2 separate regions of the Mus musculus genome follow, and region 1 is linked to region 2. A link is a contact called in public Hi-C data. All regions are on one chromosome and are shown on one strand. Each heading gives the region's core, a stretch centred on a gene start, on an enhancer-like site or on the middle of the called end of the contact. The rest is flanking DNA. Distances are from core to core; before and after follow the strand shown.

What was found. A called contact is a pair of places that touch in the nucleus more often than the background predicts.
Region 1: a contact with region 2 is called in a Hi-C map of embryonic stem cells, with 1.9 times the contacts expected there. The contact joins the promoter of Tmem81 here to the enhancer-like site in region 2. A contact is called at or near these places in 2 of 39 promoter capture datasets (the C10 cell line and pre-B cells), 19 of 484 Hi-C or Micro-C datasets (the Ba/F3 cell line, the F1.1 cell line, the G1E-ER4 cell line and 5 more) and 2 of 9 other capture datasets (embryonic stem cells and liver).

Annotation. Positions count from the first base shown.
Region 1 is chr1:132,504,878-132,507,577 of GRCm38.p6, forward strand. Tmem81 (transmembrane protein 81) reads left to right here and starts at 1,353. Exons shown (of 2, transcript NM_029025.3): 1 at 1,353-1,619; 2 at 2,288-2,700. The coding sequence starts at 2,581. It overlaps Rbbp5 (retinoblastoma binding protein 5, histone lysine methyltransferase complex subunit), which reads left to right. Exons shown (of 14, transcript NM_172517.2): 14 at 1-788.
Region 2 is chr1:132,156,260-132,158,959 of GRCm38.p6, forward strand. No RefSeq gene overlaps it. Among named protein-coding and RNA genes, the nearest start is that of Gm30242, 7.0 kb to the left of the region's middle. Within about 2 kb of position 1,297, at least 19 of the 459 cell types and tissues checked have an H3K27ac peak or open chromatin away from gene starts, as enhancers often do. A contact at or near this core is called in embryonic stem cells, where this site is marked.

The DNA of each region.
Region 1 (2,700 bases), core at 103-2,602, 350 kb after region 2:
GCAAATTGAATGGATTTGTACAATAAGTGTTTGAAATTTTCTGAAAATCCAAAGTCAGGAAGCCAAGTGTGCGAAGGGTTAGTGACGCCTCTGGCAATAGCTTTGGCTTGCCCTGGGCCATACTCTGTCAGCACTGAAAGGAGGTTTAAATACTATGCTAATTGTGAAATCTCTTATCAGTTGGTGGAGGCTCCTTCAGACAGCCAAACCCGTTGATTACATTGTACTGTGGTAGATGTGACAGGGACACGCTGGAAGTTTCTAGTTCTGTTGCTCCTGTGCTGCTTCCAAGTGTGAGTGAGACCAATGGTTGTGATTGGTAAGTGGCTCACGGGATGTTTTTATTTGTAGACATTACCTCCATGTCATGTCTCTGTACAGCACACTGCAGTGGTGTGCAAGCTGATGCAGGGGTTTCTGCCTTCCCTGTGTGAAGTGGCTTGATTTCCCTCCATCTGGATGCTAATGCTGTGTCCCATTTCCATTAATGAGCTACTGAGTAAATCAGCTCAAACCCTGCCAGATTGTCTCTGGCAGCAGCTCCTAATAATTATTTATGCTTTGGGAATCTTTTTGTCGGCTTCTAGAACCTTCCGTCCACTCTCAGCTTAGGTTTTTGATTTGTGTAATATATGTATATTCTTTTTCCTTGCTGTCGTCCTCCCTGCCTCTCCGTTTTGTTTCTTAAAATGTTCTGTAGTTTTGTACAAGATGAGACTTAGCCTTGGGTACTTCTTGCTAAAGCTTTAATGCTTTGTAAATAAAATTGGATGTTTATTAAACCACAAGTATACATGCTTGTTTGTAAACACTGCCTGCTTCTGGAACTCAGCAGCCATCTTTGTGTTTGTACAGTAGAAAATACGTGTGGATTTTAGATCTTTCTCTGTGGTCATTTGGATCTGGAAAGGTCAGGCAGTTTGGAGTCCTTCCGTTGTCCAAACTAGAAATAAATGATTTGAGCCAAAAGCTGATGTTAATGAAAACAGTCACATAGGGTTTTCTTATTATAAGCTTTGAAGAGGCCACAGTGCTAGGCATTCAGGGAGGTTATAGTAGTGCACCTAGAGGTTCTAGCCTTCCAAGGATCTTTGTTAGTCTAAATGTAGTTAATATTCTTCCTTGTTAATCCTGTTCTCTGATGAAGTAATTTTAACATCAATACAGAATAGTTGTTATCTCATAAAGAATAAGATATCTCAGAGACTCAAGTAGTATGGTTTCAAAGATTACCAAATCTGTCTGCTTGCTACTCTGTTCTGTCGCTAAGAACCCATCTTTAGCATCATAGCTGCTTCATAGCAACCTTCATTGATGCGAACAATGAGCTCTTCTGTGCTGCGGGGGTAAATAGAGCAGACCAGAGTCAGGCAGCACCAGTCCGCCTCACACTAGGCAGGTCCTGATTCACTTAGAACAGGACGAGCTGCCTCTGCCATAGCGTACTCACTTGCTCCTTTGGAAGGGTGTGTTGGACTAAGTCTCTAACCTGGGCTGGTCTCACATGGGTGTATAGCTGAAGCTGACCTGGAACTTGTGATCTTCGTGAGTGCTGGGAGAAGGGCTGTGCAAACTCCCAGTTTATGTGGTGATGGGGATCAAAACCGAGCTTCATGCAGGTGCAGAACGCGTGCTGCCACACTCCACTAAAGCTTTTTCTTTTCAGGAGACAGGTCTTAGAGTTAGCCCGTTTAGCCCAGGCTAGCCTTGAATTTGCCAGCAGTCCTGCCTCTTTGAGGCTGCTGTCACCATACCTTGCTTTCCATTTCTTTGAAAGTCTATACAGTGAAGGTAGTTAAACCTGGGAATGGGGCTTTCAGGTGCAGTGTTCAAAGGGACCTACCTGAAATGGACAAGGGGGGAGTCACGTGGCTCCAGCCCAGAGTTGTCTGTTTTTTTCAAGACGGTTTCTTGGTGTAACAGCGCTGGTTATCCTGGAACTCGATCTGTGGACCAGGCTGGCCTTGAATTCACAGAGATCCACCTGCCTCTGTCTCCTGAGTTCTGGGATCAAAGGTATGCGCCACCAGGCCCAGCCAAAGTTATCTTTCTAATAGAGGTGGTTTAGGAATATTCACAGTAAATTATTCAAGATATTCGAATTAACATCCTAGCCCAACCTTGCCTCACCCCTTTTGTAAGACTGGTTTTGTATCTGATCAGATTTAGTACGGGACTTTGAAACTCTCCCACAGTTTGGGAGGGAGGGAAAGAGTTAGCTTATACACCTGGGTAACATGGAAATTCACTTCAGCTTCTCAGGTCTTTTCCTTTTTTCCTTCTAAAGCCTGTGGGTTTAAGTTCATTAGGAAGCGACCAGAATTGTGCCCTGGAAGACGCCCCTGGCAGGCTTAAGCAAGCAAGCTTAGAGAGTCAAGCGACAATACTGTAAAAAGTCTTCCTGCCTGTGGCCTTACCTAAGACTATGGACCCCGCTTCTGTGCACATCTGTGCATGTGTCTGTTTTGCTGACAACTGTACATTATAATCTCTCAATGCTCAGGGCTATTCCAAGCTGGAGGCTCTGTTGTGGTACAATAGAACATTCATCTGGAATGCCTGCTAGTAAAATACTGAGTCATGAAGACTGGGGCCATCGTTTTTATCCTTAGGAGTCTGTTATCAATAACCTACCTGCCTTTGGTGTTGATGACACTGGACATCCCTGAGGAGCTACAAAAAGCCGTGGGGAGAGTCATT
Region 2 (2,700 bases), core at 47-2,546:
GACTGGTGGTGAAGCAGGGTTAAGATCCAAACCAGAGAGGTGATAAAACTGTTGCTTTCTCTAGCATCCTGTGTCGCTCCAGAGACCCCTAAACCAAACAGAGATGGAGGTGAGAGCCCAAGGTTTTCGGAGTAGTTGGGCACAGGCTCTACGGCTGAGGTGTGGCCTGAGGCTCCCAAGAGTGGAAACTAGAAATGAATTAGGTCCCACGAAGAGAAGACAGAGTGGTGGGCAGGACCACGAAGAAACAGAACAACGAAAAGGGACTGAAAAGGAGCAGTCAGACAGGAGCTGAACATGAATGAATTTGGTGGAGACTCCCACATCTTAGAGCAAAGTTTGGGGGTTTCACCCAGCTTCCAGGTTTTTGTTCGCCTGCAAGCTAAGAGCAGTTACACTTTTTCTTTGGGTTCTAAGTGCTCAGCCGCTCCAAAAACCTTGGGCTCTCACTTCCATCTCTGTTTGGTTCAGGGGTCCCTGGAGTGACACAGGATGCAACAGCTTTATCAGATACTTAACAGAACTCACGGCTCTGGACAAAGTTTTTCATTTAAAAAAAAATGCTTGAAAAAGATATAAGAAGCCGGGCATGGTGGTGCACGCCTTTAATCCCAGCACTCAGGAGGCAGAGGCAGGCGGATTTCTGAGTTCAAGGCCAGCCTGGTCTACAAAGTGAGTTCCAGGACAGCCAGGGTTATACAGAGAAACCCTGTCTCGAAAAACCAAAAAAAAAAAAAAAAAGGTATAAGAGATAATTTTTTTTGTAATGACTGAAATAATACGAGGCTCCAATTTCAACGTCAGTTAATAAAGTTTTATTGGCACACAGCCATGCCGTTAGGCTTTGTCCTTGACTAATTCCTGCTACACCGGTGGACAGAGGTGGGTAGTTCCAACACAGGGCTCACAGGTTTAGAGCATTTATTATTTGTCCCCTGACCTCAAAGCTTGCAGTCCTTTACCCTAGAAGAAAAGGGTGGTGGGCCCTGGAAAGAAGGGGGACCTTGAGCTTCTGATGGAGGTGGGGACACAGGAGCAGTGGCCTCTCCAAGAGCCTTCCTAGATTCTGCCACAATAAAAACATTCCCCACTTAAGAACCCGAATCTTCCCAGTCCTGTTTCCCACAGCCTGATCCACCACTACGAAGGCAAGTATATACCTCTAACTCTTAAGATCTCTATCAGCACAGGGAAAGATAATGGCAGACCTTGAAGGTTTGTTGACACTTCTGAAAGATACCAGCAGCTCAGCGGCTTGTGAGGTGAATGTACTTCCAGGCTCGGCCACTAGAGGGCAGGAAGGCCCTGCTGGCTGCTCGGAGGTCTGCAGGATTCCCGACCTGGGAAGAGATGCCCTCCCCTGCTGTTTACAACCGTGCCCTTTGATCAGCTCACAGCCTGCCAAGGACCAGGCTAATGCAGAGCTTCCCACTGCGTCGAGGCAGGTCTCCTTCTTGCCTTTTCTCTGTTTCTGCCTTGCAGAACAGACTGACGGGAACCATGAAGGTAAATGGTCCCTGCACAGGTCTATATCATATAAAGGACGCTTTACTCACACCCCAACACCGGACCGTTTGGCATAAATCTAACTCCATTCTCTCTTCAGAGAATATCCTGCCTCCCTCCCACCAACCCATCCTTGTTGATAGGGCTGTAGGGATCCTGAGGATGACCTGTTGGGCGAGGGAGATCGGCAAGAGGGAGGCAGGCCAGAAGGTGCAGTTCCAGAGGTAGCAGGCACCAGGGCACACAGCTGCCATGAGGAGTAGGCTCTTCTAGACAGCTCGGCATTGTGGTGTAGTGCCTGACTGCTGAGAACACACCGCTGCAAGGCAGCGGGGCTTCCCCACAGGTAGATGCCTGGCATGGCCTGACAGGTAAGGAAAGTAGAGAGAACAGCTCCAGGAACCAGCCACTTTAGCTCAGAGTATACTGAAACACCTCACTGAAACAAGGGCGCCCACTGCGGGGCTGTGATGTTCTGGGCCCTGTGGGCTCTTTGCCATACAGGATGGCGAGCCAGTCAGGAGAGTCTAGGCTATTTGTTCTCAGAGGAAAACTCTCTCAGTTCAAAGTGCTGCCTGTCACATCCCCCACACCCCTCCACCCCAGACTCCACATTCCCAGCTTCCCCTATCCAAGCACCAACATGGGACTTGTCGGTTGGCTGCTTTGCAACTCCTGTTGCAGATCCCCACGGAATCTCCTTCAGCCTGCCGCATGTTCACTCTGGGGCTAGAGTCTCACTCCATGATCTTGTTACATGGAAGAGAATGCATCCCACAGTATCAGAGAAAACCTTGGAAAGCAACATCTTTACTCTGAAGAGCCTCTGAAGAGCTCAGGGGCTGGCAGGAATTTGGTGGAGGGTCTATCTTGCTCCTCCAGAGGAGACACATGTTGCAGGAGGGCGGGGAGGGAGGACGCCACACCAGGAGCAGAGGGTCTGGGAAATTCAGGGTTCTTCAAGAAATGGTGGTTCTGCTGTGAAGGAACAGGGGATGGGGATGGGGGTGGGGGAGGAGAATGAGACAGGGAGGGAGGTACCGGGGAGCATGAGGTAGCATCTCTATTATCTGGGTGACCTACAGGGTAATAATGTCCCAGGCTGAACCCAGTGACCTCCTGAAGACCTTTCTCTGTTCCTGCAGCCTGCCTGGCTGGTGACACACCCTCCTCTAAGCACCCTGCCAGGAACAG